5 separate regions of the Mus musculus genome follow, and regions 1, 3, 4 and 5 are each linked to region 2. A link is a contact called in public ChIA-PET, HiChIP or PLAC-seq, Micro-C and promoter capture Hi-C data. All regions are on one chromosome and are shown on one strand. The core of a region is the stretch at or near the end of the contact, and the rest is flanking DNA. Distances in the headings are between cores, read along the strand shown.

Evidence for each region. Hi-C and Micro-C count contacts between places; a contact is called where the count stands out from the background. ChIA-PET counts read pairs in DNA pulled down with a chosen protein or histone mark. HiChIP or PLAC-seq counts read pairs in DNA pulled down with a chosen protein or histone mark. Capture Hi-C pulls out chosen DNA fragments and counts their contacts.
Region 1: an RNA polymerase II ChIA-PET map of memory CD8 T cells shows a contact between it and region 2, with 14 read pairs. The contact joins the promoter of Lrrc8a here to the promoter of Fnbp1 in region 2. A contact is called at or near these places in 3 of 39 promoter capture datasets (liver and pre-B cells) and 1 of 115 datasets of contacts at active chromatin or transcription factors (memory CD8 T cells).
Region 3: a promoter capture Hi-C map of liver shows a contact between it and region 2, with 3 times the contacts expected there. The contact joins the promoter of Dolpp1 here to the promoter of Fnbp1 in region 2. A contact is called at or near these places in 2 of 39 promoter capture datasets (frontonasal cranial neural crest and pre-B cells), 1 of 115 datasets of contacts at active chromatin or transcription factors (embryonic stem cells) and 2 of 9 other capture datasets (adipose tissue and liver).
Region 4: a contact with region 2 is called in a Micro-C map of embryonic stem cells, with 1.6 times the contacts expected there. The contact joins the promoter of Cstad here to the promoter of Fnbp1 in region 2. A contact is called at or near these places in 1 of 484 Hi-C or Micro-C datasets (embryonic stem cells) and 1 of 115 datasets of contacts at active chromatin or transcription factors (embryonic stem cells).
Region 5: a contact with region 2 is called in a FOXA1 HiChIP or PLAC-seq map of pancreatic cancer cells. The contact joins the enhancer-like site here to the promoter of Fnbp1 in region 2. A contact is called at or near these places in 2 of 39 promoter capture datasets (neural stem cells and pre-B cells) and 2 of 115 datasets of contacts at active chromatin or transcription factors (memory CD8 T cells and pancreatic cancer cells).

Annotation. Positions count from the first base shown.
Region 1 is chr2:30,236,344-30,239,043 of GRCm38.p6, reverse strand. Lrrc8a (leucine rich repeat containing 8A VRAC subunit A) reads right to left here and starts at 1,275. Exons shown (of 4, transcript NM_177725.4): 1 at 1,239-1,275. It overlaps 1700084E18Rik (RIKEN cDNA 1700084E18 gene), which reads left to right and starts at 1,413. Exons shown (of 1, transcript NR_028299.1): 1 at 1,413-1,847.
Region 2 is chr2:31,140,728-31,143,427 of GRCm38.p6, reverse strand. Fnbp1 (formin binding protein 1) reads left to right here and starts at 1,420. Exons shown (of 17, transcript NM_001177648.1): 1 at 1,420-1,649. The coding sequence starts at 1,626.
Region 3 is chr2:30,390,793-30,393,539 of GRCm38.p6, reverse strand. Dolpp1 (dolichyl pyrophosphate phosphatase 1) reads right to left here and starts at 1,286. Exons shown (of 8, transcript NM_020329.4): 1 at 1,028-1,286. The coding sequence starts at 1,103.
Region 4 is chr2:30,593,678-30,596,377 of GRCm38.p6, reverse strand. Cstad (CSA-conditional, T cell activation-dependent protein) reads right to left here and starts at 1,334. Exons shown (of 2, transcript NM_030137.2): 1 at 1,304-1,334. The coding sequence starts at 1,308.
Region 5 is chr2:30,452,502-30,455,228 of GRCm38.p6, reverse strand. No RefSeq gene overlaps it. Among named protein-coding and RNA genes, the nearest start is that of Ier5l, 20 kb to the left of the region's middle. Within about 2 kb of position 1,343, at least 31 of the 459 cell types and tissues checked have an H3K27ac peak or open chromatin away from gene starts, as enhancers often do. A contact at or near this core is called in pancreatic cancer cells, where this site is marked.

The DNA.
Region 1 (2,700 bases), core at 26-2,525, 900 kb after region 2:
CAACTTATTCTTCCTGCACTGGCCATTTTCTCTACTTCAGAGGACATAACACAGATGGCAGAGTTAAAGAGACCACTGACACACTTGCAAGGCAGGAAAAGACTTTGTAGCCTCTGGCTACTCATTTCTGTCTCCAAAATTCAGCAGACAAGTGTCCCCATCCTCACAAAGACTCTCTCCCCTCCACACCTCATCCTTAAAGCTGTCCCTGTCCTAGCTAGGGCAGCGTTAGAGGAGGTTGTACAAGAGTGGCTGTCCTAGAACTACCACTATGTCAGCCCAGTTCCCATCAAGAAAAAGCTAATGCTCACTCAATGTGTTCTTTCAAAACAAGACAACAACTGTATCAAGCAGAACCAGCCCATCTTGACTCACTCCAGTCCAGTGCATGGCAGGTTCAAGAACCCTGGTCTCAAACAGAGGTTAGAGGCCCACGTCTCTACCCAGCACTCAGGAACCAGACAGGTGAATCTCCGTGAGCTCGAGGCCAGCCAGCCTGGTTTACAGAGAGAGTTTGAGGACAGTCAAGGCTACATAGTTGAGACCCTATCTCAAAAAACAAGCCCCCACCCCCTGCCACTGTCATCCCGAACTCTGCTGTTCCTTCAGCTTGGGGTCGCCTTTGCTGACCTCCAGCTCACCAACAACCTCCTGTACTTGTCACTCCTGCCCAAGAGATGCACAAAACAGGGACAGAACGAAACAGACTCTCATATCAGGAGTCGGTCGTTCAGGGAGCCCCAGTCTGAGGTCCCAAAAGCCTGTGCTCCCTTCCCCATAGCAGGGGACAGTCCGGGAGATCAGGAAGAGGGAGTGGTCTAAAGAGAAGCCGGCGCCGGGAAGCCCACGGCCAAGAACTGTAAGAGCTGGTGGGGGAGCTGTCAAGAGAACCCCGGGTGGAACCTCTGGGAAGGGGGCGCGTGCGCCAAGGGGCGCGGATCTGCGGGGACCAGCGCGGCAAGTGCGGCCTGAGGACCGCGGCGGAAACTCGGGTGAGAGGCGCGCGGAGAACAGGGTGCCCGGGAGGGGGCTCGCGCGCCGCCGCACGGCCTGGAGGGTGGAGACCGGAGCCGGCGCCCGCGGGAGGCAGGGCGGAGCGAAGCCCAGCGCGGGGCCAGGGTGGCCGGCGCCCCTGGGCAGCGAGAGCCCCGCAGAACTTGAAGGGGCGGAGCGCGCGTCCGAGGAGAGCGTCCCGTGCGGTGACAGCGCGCGTCTCATCCCCCACCCGACCCGCTCACCTGGGCTCTCCGCTCGCAGCCGCCCGCAGGCAGCCCGGGCCCTCCACCTCCCAGTCCGGCCGCCCGCCGCCGCGCTCCTCCAGCGCCTCCTTTTGTTTGTCCCTCACTGCACCACTCTGCCTCCCCCGCCCCGGAAGTGACGTCACGGCCGGACGCACCCGCGGCATCCCGGCCGTCGCCATGTCTGTTAAGGGGAAAGCTTGAGGCGGCTTCACCCTACTCCCGTCCACGTGCCTGCGCCAAGCCACTTCGGGGCGGAAGTAACGGGACAGAACTAAGCCCCCTTAAAGGGACAGGGATCCCTGCAACTTAAGGGATGCGTTACTCTGGCCAGAGCGGCCAAGTGACCCAAGCTGACGCAAGTATCCGCTCACCTCCTTTGTTCGGGTTCCGATCGCCATTGGGCCAGCGTCCTCATACCTTTAGTGCTGCTCGTTAGCTGACTCGCTGCCCAAACTCTTCAGGTGCCCGCAAATGTAACTGCCCTGCTGATGCTGACGCGCGCCTCGACACGTCCGGCTTGCGACGGTTGTCCCTGAAAAGCCGCATAATTCCGAGTTAACTGAATGGCTTCTCCGCCGCCGCTGCAATAAACACAGTTGAACTAAATTTAAAGGTTTCTTGGGCGATTAGTCGCGCCCCGGCGAGTTCACTGTCTCACACTAGGAGATCTTTGAAGTCGTTGGACTGGACTGGGTTAGGAACTTTTTGTAGAAGAGGGGAGAGAGGTAGTGCCGTGCTTGAGAAGGTATTGGAGTTTAGGAATCTGGTAGGTGTGTCCTGAGTCCAGTGGTCACTTTGAAACTAAGTATCTGCTTTATCCAGTATTTTGCTCCGACTTTTGTAAGCAAGGGCTTCTGGTGGGGATCTCTTTGTCCGGTTCCCCGGCTTCTGGCTGGAGATAGAGGATTGGCAGAGGGTGTGAGGGGAATTCTCTATCGGGAAACCTCCAGCCTAACGTTAGCAGCGAATTTTGAGCTGAGCTGAGGATAAAACCACATCTTCAGAACCAAGCCTCCAGACGCTAGCTGTGTGTGTGTGTTAATCTTCCCGGGTCCTCATAATTCCCAGGCTAACTGTAGTAATCCTTAGGTTGGGAAATTGTTCAGCTATTAAAACAAAGTGTTTCATGTACTCCAGTATGGGACGAGTTCCAGTAGCTTACGTGAAAGAAGAAAGGCAGGGAGCACAGCAATGAGTTTTTGTGGAGTTGGGTATCAGTGGTGTGTGCACCAGCTGACTAATATACACAGGCTGTACAGATGACCCTTCCCTCACTGAATGATCTCCGCCCCCTTTTACAGTGACAGGACCTCTGGAAGAGCAGTCAGTGCTCTTAGCTGCTGAGCCATCTCTCCAGCCCAGCCCCTTAACCTTAAATTTATATAAAGAGAAAGGGGGATATAAGTATATTTATCCACATACTAAGGTATATTTAGTTTCAAACTTTAAAAATAATAAT
Region 2 (2,700 bases), core at 171-2,670:
AGACCAGAATAGTTTTGATAGTTGTAACTGCCTGGCAAAGGAAGTAGGAGGTCCTGAGGTTTAAGGCAAGGTTTCTCAGCTCCGCCCCTCCTTCCTTTTTCTTTCTTTCTTTTTCCTTTTCCAACAAATTTATTATTTTGTGCTTAGTTTTGGTTTTTGAGACAGGATCTCACTATGTAGCTGTAACTCATAGAGATCCACTTGCCTCTGCCTCCATACCTCACCATTATTGTTTACCATTGTTATTTTATTTTAGCTGAGGTTTTCCCCTTTGTGGACCAGGTCATCCTACTTGGTATTTACTATGTGGCTCAGGTTGGCCTTGAACTTGCAGCAGTCTTCCTACCTCTGCCTCAGGAGTGTTAGGACTGGTTAGGAGTGTTAGGTCTGGGACGGCACACACTGGGCTGAGATTCACCCTTTAAGGAGATTTAACTCACTGTTGGAAAAAGATGAACGGGTTCAGGATAACAGGGAGTGGAGAATTGTGTAGAAGAGGGTCACGACTCTGGAGGAGAGGTCTCGGAATTCAGAGAAAGAAAGATTCTGAGGAGACAGTTGGAAGCCCCCAGATTCTCCACAGCATGTGAGAAATGACATTCTGTGGAGTTTTGGAAGAGTTAATGAGATGGTTCCCATTCTGCGTCAGCCACCCACTGGCCAGTTCACCTCCTCTGTTCACATCACTAGGCCTGGACTGGTAGACACTGCCTCCTTTTGGCAGCTGAGGCTCTCCCCCAGATAGAGGTGAAACCTGTTCTAGACCACCCAGCCAAAGAGTGCAGAGGCTGAATTTGAACCCTCCAAAGTCCCTGTGGGCCCTTCAGAGATTCTGCTGTCCTTCAGCAGGGTAACAACTTCACTGCCGAGATTCCTGGCCAAATAGGCAGAAAAAGGCACTGGTTATAATTCTTTGGGCTCACATTCCCGAGTTCTTTCCCTGGGTTCCTGGATCTGCTGGATTGCTGTTCCCTTCAACGTCCTATGTACACTGTGCACCGACGTCACGGTCCCAGGCCCCACTCCTACGCGCGCGCTGCCGAGCTCTTTGGGCCTCCACAGTGTCTGGATAGTGGAAGAAGCCACTCCGGGAGCTTCTAAGGTGGGCGTCGGCGGCCACCTGGCGAAAGTTCTGAAATGCAAAACAGCGCTAGGCGCGATGGGTAGAAGGCAGATGGCGATGGAGGGACGTGATCACCAGCAGCCCAGTCTGCAGACAGAGAGCGCAGGTCCCAAAAGAGTTGGGCTCGCTGGTTGCCGAATACCGATGACGAGCAGGAGTCCCCAGGGGTTCACGTCCTTCCAGACCCCCGGGGCAACTGCGCCAAAGGGAGCCTGTGGGCGGGACGGTATGCACGAGCTGTCAGTCCGGTCCCGCCCCGTCCCGCCTCTCGTCCCGCCCCATCCCGCCCCTCAGCTCCGGTGCGGGGCGGGCGCGCTGCGGCGGTCGCTGCTGCTGCTTCCTCGGGCCATTTTGCTCCGCGCGGAGCGACGAGAGGTTGCGAGCTCGGGCTAGAGGAGGCGCGGGCCGGGGGAAGCGGCGGGCTTTCCGCATTCACAAGGTTCGGAGGGCCGCAGCGATCGCCGGCGAAGGGGGTCGGAGGCCCCTTCCCGGTCCCTGCACCATGAGCTGGGGCACTGAGCTCTGGGTGAGTGAGGGGCCGGGCCGCGGGCGGCCTGGGCGGGAGGCGCATCGAGGGGCCTCGGCGTGCGTCGTCGCCCAGCAAAGAGGGAGCGCGGATCGGGTGGCCCCGGCGGCCTCGGGGCGGCGTGGAGCTGGGTCCGGGCTCCCGGAGCGGCAACCCGCGGGCGTTCCCCGGGGGCGTGGGGCCCGCGCTGTGCCGGGCTGCGTAATTGCGCGCGCCCCTGGCCGGAGCTCTGGGGCCGATCTATACGCTTGGAGGTGCGGGCGGATCCCGCGCTACTCCCGGGGGCGGGGCGGCCTGGCAGGCGCAGGGTTTCGGGTCTCGGGGGTACCGGTAGCGAGAGGTAAGGTCTTCTCTCTGAAAGTGAGGACTTTAGCCCCGAGGCGGTTGGAGCGCACTTGTATCTTGGAGACAGCTCAGATTCTGAATTTGAGGGGGGCTGCGGTGTTTGGTCCGCAGGGGGACAGCGGTAGGGGAGATCATAAGATAGCACGGAGGGACGATTGCCGGGGACCTGGTTCTGTCCTGCTGCCCAGAGGAAACGAAACGGTTTCGAGAGGGGATAATCTTGCGAGGATCCTTCCTTTGGGGGTGCAGGTGGGTTAGTGATCAGCTTGTATCTGGAAACGGTCCCATCGAGGGCGATCAGAGGACGCCAGGACAGCTCTCAGGGCATCTCCGGGAAAGGGAGGCCGTTGGCCGAGGGGCAGGGCCTGTTGCCCTGCCTTCCTCTGGACTCGAGCACGGGGAAAGGCTGGTCATAGGCGTGCGGTGCAATGGCCTGGGTGAAGGTGGGGAAGAAACCGCGGTTACTGCGCTGAAATGTGCCCGAGACCAGTCCTTCTCAGTGATGAATCCTAAGTGCCCGCTGACTACCTTTCTGAATTCCATTTGTGAAGGGTGTGGAGGGATAAAGTATGGGGTGGTGTTGCCATCCAAGATGAGGCCAAGAAATGCCGTGTCAAAATAAGGTTAGGGCAATTAGGGAAATGCTGTGCATCCCCCTTAAATTATTTTCTTTGCCTTGATTGTTTTTACATAACCATTCCTTAGA
Region 3 (2,747 bases), core at 37-2,536, 750 kb after region 2:
CAGAGGCAAAGTTCTCCTGGCCTGTGGCCCTGTGTTCTCAGCAGACCCAAGTTCTCAGGCCCTCTACCCAAGAGGACAGGCCCTTCCTGGACAACCAGAGGCCAGCAAGGGGGCCCCGGCTGCTCAGCAACAAACATTTATCCAGGGAGGGTGCTGGCAAGCTAGAGAGATAAACTACAGGTATTTACTGGGTGTCCACTGTGGGCCAGGCTCTGTGCCCAGCACCTCTTAGGCCTGTGGTCATTTGAGTCACACACCATTACAGAAAGGAGACACTGTACTTGGAGCCACTTAAGATGAAGTGACTGGAGGGGTGGTGCCTACCCTGGAGCCCGGAAACGTCTCACCCCAAGGCCTAAGCTCCGCTCCGCTCCACTCTATGGAGCCGAGCCGGAACTTCAGAACCATGGCTAATGGACCTTCCCACCAGAGAGGCGGGCACTCCCAGAGGCGTGTCAGATGGAAGCTCTTACAAGTCAGGCTCCCAGGGGCTGCATGCCCCCTTGGCGGCTGGCCTCTGCCGCGCTGCTCAGGGCGTGGCGCCGCAAATTCTCCCAAACCTGGCCTGGGTTTGCACACTCCCTGCAACTGGGAGCTTTCTCCAGTGAGCAGCCCGCAGCGTAGTGAAGGAAACTGTCACTCCCTGCACAGCCGAGCAGGAGTGCGGCCTCTCTGGCTCGGGGGAGGGCGGGGCACAAGGGACAAAGTCCAGGCCCAGATCCTCGCCCGCCCTATCCAGACCCTCCCCCGGCCCAGGACAGCCCACCAGCACCCCGGGACCCCGGAGAGCGACTCGGCCGCGCAGCCGCAGAGCACACGAGCGAGCCGCTCGCAATTTCTCCCTGCTCATCGCCGCCTCACTGCGCCTGCGCGGCGCGCGCGCCGGCCGAGCCCCTCCAAGGCTCGCTGTTTGACAGTTCCCACCGCGGTTCCAAGGCGCCCCGAAGGCGGTCCGCGCGGCCCGGAACGCCCGGGGCTGTGGCGGCAGCTCGAGGAGAACGTCCTCGGAGCCGGGGCAGGCTCTTACCTGCAGGGTATTCGACGTGGGTGAGGGTCACTGGCCGCCATGAAGCGGGGAGCGAGCACTGTCCGTCCGCTGCCATCTTACCCGGAGACCGGGCTTCGCAGAGCAGCCAATGGGGAGCAAGGGGGGCGGTGGTCCTGACCTATCACGCCGGGGAGACGCCACGCACCCAATCCGAGGCCGATTGCAGGTAGTGGCGCAGCCATTCAGTGTGCAGGTCGTGAGGCTGGCCCGTGCGGCGAATCAGAGAGCGGGGACTCGCGCAGCTTTGCCAGTGTCCAATCCCGTGCGAGTTCAGGTAGTTGACTAACCAATCAAGAGAATGGAGCACTCGCAGCGCAGGACAGAGCGCAGAACAGCCAATCAAAAGGTAAGCTTAGCTCGGCGTGTGGGAAGGGCGAGCCAATCAGGCGCTATCTCGGGGGGCGTGTTGTACTTTGGTGGGAGCTTTGGTTAGGCTGGCACCTGCGCCCAGAGTTAAAGCTCCTGAGAACCCAGAGCGCAGTGGAGGAGCAGCCTCAGCACCACCGGGTCTCAACCGACCCATTTGGAAAACAAAAATGTGTTCCTCACTATGAAGGCTAGGCTTGCCCCAGCATCATTCTGCCTCGTCCTCCAGGTTCTGGCTTCCTGTCCATAAATGTAAACTGAAGTCAAAGACCTAGTGCAGTTTTTTATTGCCCTTTACTGACAGACAAGAGGTGCAGTTCCGCAAAGGAACTTTTCTGTTAAAAAAAAATTATTGGTCCTCACTTCTGGGATGTAGCACATATTGTAGATATCTTAGATGGGATGCTATACGTTTCAATTACGCCGTAGCGTAGTGAGGCCACTTGGGACCATTTTCAGTATAATCCAGATGTTCCATCTACCCTTCTCTGTTTCCCCATTCTTGAAGAAACATTCTTGAAGAAACAGCCACACCTCCCACCCACGTCCCCTTTCTGAACCAACTCTCTCCAGACAGACCTACTTACTGTCTAGGCCAGATTCCAATTCCTCAAATTTCTCTGCAAGGAATGGGCACACACACTCCTGCCCCATTTGCCTGGCCCAGGCTGACTTGTCAGTTCATAGCTTCAGGTTCTGAAAATTAAGAGAAGGGCCTCCACAGAAGCAGGGGGATCTCTGTGAGTTGGAAGCCAGTCTGGGCTACCTCAGAAAGGGGGTGGGGGAGTTCCAGTGGTCTCCCACAATTGCACCTCCTTTGCCTACCTCATCTCTGGCTACACTTGACTGTAATTATTTCCTTGTCTGCCTCTGCCAGTATGCAACGGTTCTCTGACCTCTGACTAAGGCCCAGAGCATGTACAGTAAAAAAATAAAAATAAAAGCAGGTTCCGGGTCTGCCTTAGACCTGGGGGTACCCAGTAGGTCTAGGTTGGAGCCTTGGCCCTCCATATTCTATGTTCTGAGGTCACTAGCTACAGTGGCTTAGTCTGGCAGCCCGTGGAAGCCAGAATTGTAGGTTACTCTAAGTAGGCTGGGGACTCAGAATCCCCCAGTGGTGTTCAGCTTGTCTTCCGTCTCCCTACCCAGCCTGAACTTATCCAGCTGGGCCCACCTCCTAGTCACCTGCCCTTAGCTCTCTCTCTCAGGCAAAGTCATTATTAGCCTTTGAAAGAAAGAGGTGTGAGACGTGGTCATGAGCTTCCTAGAATAGTTCTCTGAGAGAGAGGGCACCCATGGAAGGTCAGGCTGCCTTGCCCTTCTTCAGAGTCCC
Region 4 (2,700 bases), core at 85-2,584, 550 kb after region 2:
CAGACTCCCTTCCATCTTCATCCCACGGCCTGGGAGAGGAGGCCTGGGTGGCTCCGGTCTGAGCACTCTCAAGCCTTGCTCAGTTCCTTGCCTCAGTTTCCCCATCATAGATTGCCAATAACAACAACACTTGCTAGGGGTGTTGTAGGGACTGCAGAGATCTTTGTGGGGTGATCACAGTCAGGAGCCAGTTCCAGTGTGAGCTACTCCTTCCTCCCCCCGCCCCGCCCCCCAGGCACTTTGCATCTTCCCAGCCCAAGGGTGGCATCTCCTGGGTGTTGTATAAGAAGCCCCAGCCCCACAGGGCTGAGGATGGCTGGCTGCCTATCAGATGAGACATCTGCGTGTTTCAGGCCTATAGCTGCCCGAGATCCCTGCCTCTGTCTGGCTTCTTAAACCACAGAGCAAGGAATTTGATATTTCCTTGTAAGGGCTATGGGCTTTTGTGGTTCCTGTCCTCCTTGGGCATACAGTCTGATTGTGAGTCAGGAACCCAGAGGCTGCAGCAGGAGGGCTGGGGCAGGAGATACTTTCCAGAGAAGATGCTCAGAGGAGGGGCAGGGGAGACAGAGGGTAGCAGAAACTGCTGGAGGCACCCAGGAGCTCACTGTGGGTCAGGGCAGACCCTTACATGAGCTCACTCATGGGGAGACCTTGGGTTGGATAATCAAGGGGAACCACTGCTTGCAAAATCCCTGTCACCTGTGAAGACATAGAACAGGTTCTACCATCACCACCCCCATTTTACATATGAAGAAACTGAGGTTCAGGGAGGACAGCAGCACCCCTCTAGTCCTGCAGCTTTGGTCTATCTCTAGAGAAACCTAGGACCAGCCTGCGTGAGGCCTGTCCAGATCTGGAAGGAAGGGACTAGGGACCAGGGGTAGGAGTTGGGATGGAGGAGCTGAAGGGGTGGGCAGCAAAACCAAAGCCAAATCCTATTAGTACTAGGCAGAGAGATGGAGGAATGTGGGTGAGGACAGGGTCAGTCGAGGAGAGGCCTGGAACCCCTAGAGCACCGGATAGTTCCCCCTCCCTCCCAGGTGCGACCCCTCAACTTCCCGGAAGACACCACCCCCAGCTGGGCGGAGAGAAGGCCCACCGCCCCCGAGCCGCCCAATCAGAGGCACTCCCAGTCTGATGGCGGAGGCGCGGGCTGAGGGTTCCCCGGGCCTTCGGGGGAGCCCGGGGACCTGACCCCGACTCGGTGCCCCCGGCCCCCGCCCCCAGCCTCATTAGCACCGACGCCGGTTGTCTCCCCTAGCTTTCCGGTGGCTCCAGAATTTAAAGGTTAAATCCTAACCTCATCTCAGCAGTTTCTCCGGGCTTTGCCTACCCAGCGCCAGTTGCTGGTAATTATATGCATCTCCGAGCAGCCAATCAGCTGTCAGACTGACAGATACTGATCTTTTCGTTTTATTTTTAGCTCTGTGCTTCCCCCTCTAGTTGCAAAAAAAAATTCTGTTTGTTCTGAAAGCCGCTGCCTGCAGCCCTGCAGCCTGCTCTCATCTCTCCTCCAGCCAGGCGCGAGCAGGCAGCCACTGAGGATGAAGCCTCCATCCCTTCTCCAAAGCAAGGACAAAACGGCCTCTGTCCCCAGCTAAGGGCCGGCCAGGACGAAGCCCCGCTGCTGCACAGGGCCGAGGCGTCCTCGGATGCACAGCCACGGGAGAGAAGATGGCTTTGGCCTGGAGAGGTTGCGGCATGGAATGGAGACAAATCCTGTCGGTGGCGCCCGGAGGCCAGGAGAGGGGCAAAGACAAACAAATAGCGGGGCAGAGCTTCACTGAGAGTGGAGGGGCTTACACAAGCCAGTGACCCCAGAAAAGCAATCACCTCACAAAATGAACAGAAAGGGGCCTAGAAGCTGCCCCAGCTCAGTTTTGCATGGGTAGGCCATGCTAGGCACACTGGACCCTTCTAAGTCACCTGCCATGGGAAAGGCCAGCGATATGCACCCCTGGAGTCCTTTTATGGATCGTTCTAAAAGGCTGTATGGGTCTTCCAGGAGGCCCCTGGTCATACAGTAGATTTTGGAGAGGTCTGATAGACTCTACGGTTTATAGAATTTCCCCTTGTGCCTCAACACTCTGCCCCGAACTCATGCTTGGCCGTAGATAAAGAGAAGCCGGCCAGCCAGGACAGGGCCAGGATCCCATCATGACTTCTCTCTGGAGGTAGAATCCAGTTTAGGACACTGGCCACAGAGGCCTGGATTTAAGCCCAGGTCATGTTTCTCAGCTCTGGGTCCCTAAACAACCACAAGCTCTCAAAGCCACAATGTTCCCATCCATGAAGTGGGTCTCAGGCATGCCTGCACCTCTGGGAGTGACTTGAGGGTAGTAAATGGTCACTCCTGGCTCCAGCACCCCGGGCCTAGCGCCCTAAGAGTATCACCAGGTCCTCTGTTTGGTAGATGGGGAAACTGAGGTTCATCTGACTCTTATTTGGCAGATCTGGGACTAGAACCCTCCCCTCCCTTTTTGGCTTCCTATTCTCTGACACCACAGATGGTGTGCTGAGAAGGCTGAGGAAAAGCGAGGAGAAGGGAATTAGGAGACCCAGCGAGATGGCGGGAGGCAGGAACACCCGGATCAATTACTTGCGCTATAAATTCTGCTGTTTTGCAAAGTGAGCACACAACCAGAGAAGCAGGGATCCCGATAGGACCTGGATTGAGCCGAGCATGCAGCACCCCAG
Region 5 (2,727 bases), core at 94-2,593, 690 kb after region 2:
AGAGGAAGAGAAAAAGAGAGGAAGAGAGAGAGAGAGAGAGAAAGAGAGAAAAGAAAGAAAGAAAGAAAGAAAGAAAGAAAGAAAGAAAGAAAGAAAGGAAGGAAGGAAGGAAGAAAGGAAGAAAGAAAGAAAGAAAGAAAGAGAGAAAAGAAAGAAAGAAAGAAAGAAAGAAAGAAAGAAAGAAAGAAAGAAAGAAAGAAAGAAAGAGAATTCCCAGAGAGCTGCCTGCCTCTTCTTCCCCCGGGGCTGGGATTCCAGTGTCCCTTTTTGAAATACTCTAACTTGGTCTCAAGCAAATAATGAGAGCAACAGGATTTGTCTACACTTAGACCAGGAGGGTTTTCTGGGATGAGCAAAGGTCCCGTCCTGATGGAGAAGTTGCCACTGACTGAGGAGACAGCACTTTAGCCACATGGGGCATGGCTTCTGGCTTATCAGCTCCAAGTGCAGCCTGTGCGTGGGCTGCCTGGAGCCACAGACAATCTGTGTCAGATCCTCCTTACCAAAGAGCTGTTGGGGCAGAGAATCGTGTGGATGAAGCTGGACGCACCACAGAGTCAGTGTTGGATAAAGCAGCCATGTTGTCTTGCCTTCTACCCATACCTCCCACTCTACTCGTAGGCAAGAGCCCTCACCTTGAAGACTGAAGCTGCGTCTAATGGGTTCATCAGAAGGCTCCGGAAAGCCAGGCTGGGTCCCTGGGGGCATGCCAGGCCAGGGAGGCTTCAAACACACACCCCGACAAAAGTGTGTCGCTCCTCAGGACTCTTTATGAGAGTTTTCCAATCAGTTTCCATCTAAGAACCAAACTAATATGTAGGCATTGTAGATAGAGACTTCAAAGAAAGAAAAGCAGCCCCATATGGAAGCTCATGACTCAGAAGGCAGAGGCAGGTGGACCACTGTGAGTTTGAAGCCAGTCTAGTCTACATAGGAAGTTCTATGTAAGGTAGGGAATACAGTTAGATTTGGTCTCAAATAAACAACCAAAGGGGAAAGCCAGCTGGAAGGCCTGCAATCTCTTTCTTTGCTGGGTCAATGGTGTTCAGCATTTTTATAAGTATACTTGACAGCAGGAAAGCAGGCAGAATCCCCAAACCCTTGGTTCCACAGGCAGAGTAAGCACGCTGCCACCTATGCCCACACTGGTGGACAGCGACAGAGGCCAAGGATATGGATTTCCTTCTACCAAAAGGGAATGTGTGTTTCTTGGTCTTCTTAGCTGCTTGCTCCACTTAACAGGCCACAGGCCTGTTATCAAAAGAAACATAGAAGCCCATCATCCGACAGCCACTGTGCCTGCTCCACCAGCCTCTAACAAGCCCTAACTGTTCAACACAAGGGTATTTCCAGTGTTTGCTTAGAGTAAGTCATGAGTAAAGGGTGCGCCATGTCTGGCTGCTTCACTGCAGCCTCCCAGCTCCCACAAAGAGCAGGGAGCAGAGGGCTCTGCCCACACTGGGCCAGTGGACGAGCTCAGTCCTGGCCTGCATCCCTGGCTCCATGCATCCTGTTAGTCACTAGCCAAGAGACACACTGGGGTCCTCTTTTCCCTCCAGCCCACATCTCTTCCACTTCAGGACCCTGAGAAATGTGTTGTCTGAGGTTCCCCAGGGACAGTGATAGTGGTGCATAGTGCTGCCTCTCCCTCTCTTCAGAAAGCTGGGACACGCAGCACAGCCTCCACAGCTCAGCCTGTCTGTTCGTGGAGTGGGAGGGGCAGCTTGGATTAGAAGGCTACATGAGGCCTTTCAATCAACTGAAGCCTGAACTGAGCCCCAAAGAACCAGGGGGCTCCCCAATGGGGGTAAAAGGTCAAATCAACCAGTAGTCAGAGAGTGAGAAGAACAGAGCAGTCAGCGTGGCTAGAACGTGAAGAACAGGAAGGATGGCAAGGAGCCTGAGAGCCCATGGCCTGACTCTCCCTCTCCCTAGGATCGATGGCAGCCCTGCCAGCCCTCACCAGCCGTGTCCAACATGCTGCCATCAGCACCTCAAACCCAGCGACCCTCACTGAATCGTCTTTCCTCAGAGCCTACTCTTTCCTCCCAAAGGTGATGGGACCCAGGTTCAATGAACCCCTTCCCTCTTCTTCACCACCTAGTCTCCCCACCTCTCCCCAGCAGCGCAAACCTCCCTGGCCTGCATAGGGTATCTGTGCCAAGGCATTAGGTGATACCAGCTTCCAGGCCAGCGCCTACCCAGATGCCAGGGAGCTTCCCCACTTCCTACAAACCCACAGAGGCCCACTACATCACTTTCTTAGCCTCCTAGCTGGTTTATGATGAGTGGGGACTGCTGTGTGACAGGCTCTCTGGTCAACATCCTCCTCTCCTGTAGCTCGCCTACTGGAAACAGTAAGCACCTTGCAGAGAACTCATCTAAACGTAGGTTTTTGTTTTGTTTTGTTTTTGTTTTTCGAGACAAGGTTTCTCTGTGTAGCCCTGGCTGCTCTGGATCTCATTCTGTAGACCAGGCTGGCCTCGAACTCAGAAATCCGCCTGCCTCTGCCTCCGGAGTGCTGGGATTAAAGGCGTGGGCTACCACCGCCCAGCTACATACAGACTCTTAAACACAAGCTGCACAATCCAGCTTGTTCCAAAGGTCCCCTTGACTCCGGATGGCGGGCAGGGACATGCCCATCCACTGAGAGCTCCCTTGGACCCACGTGTCAGCACAGCAGTGCCCTTCATGGGTCCAGCATGGACCGGCAGTGGGAATCCTCTC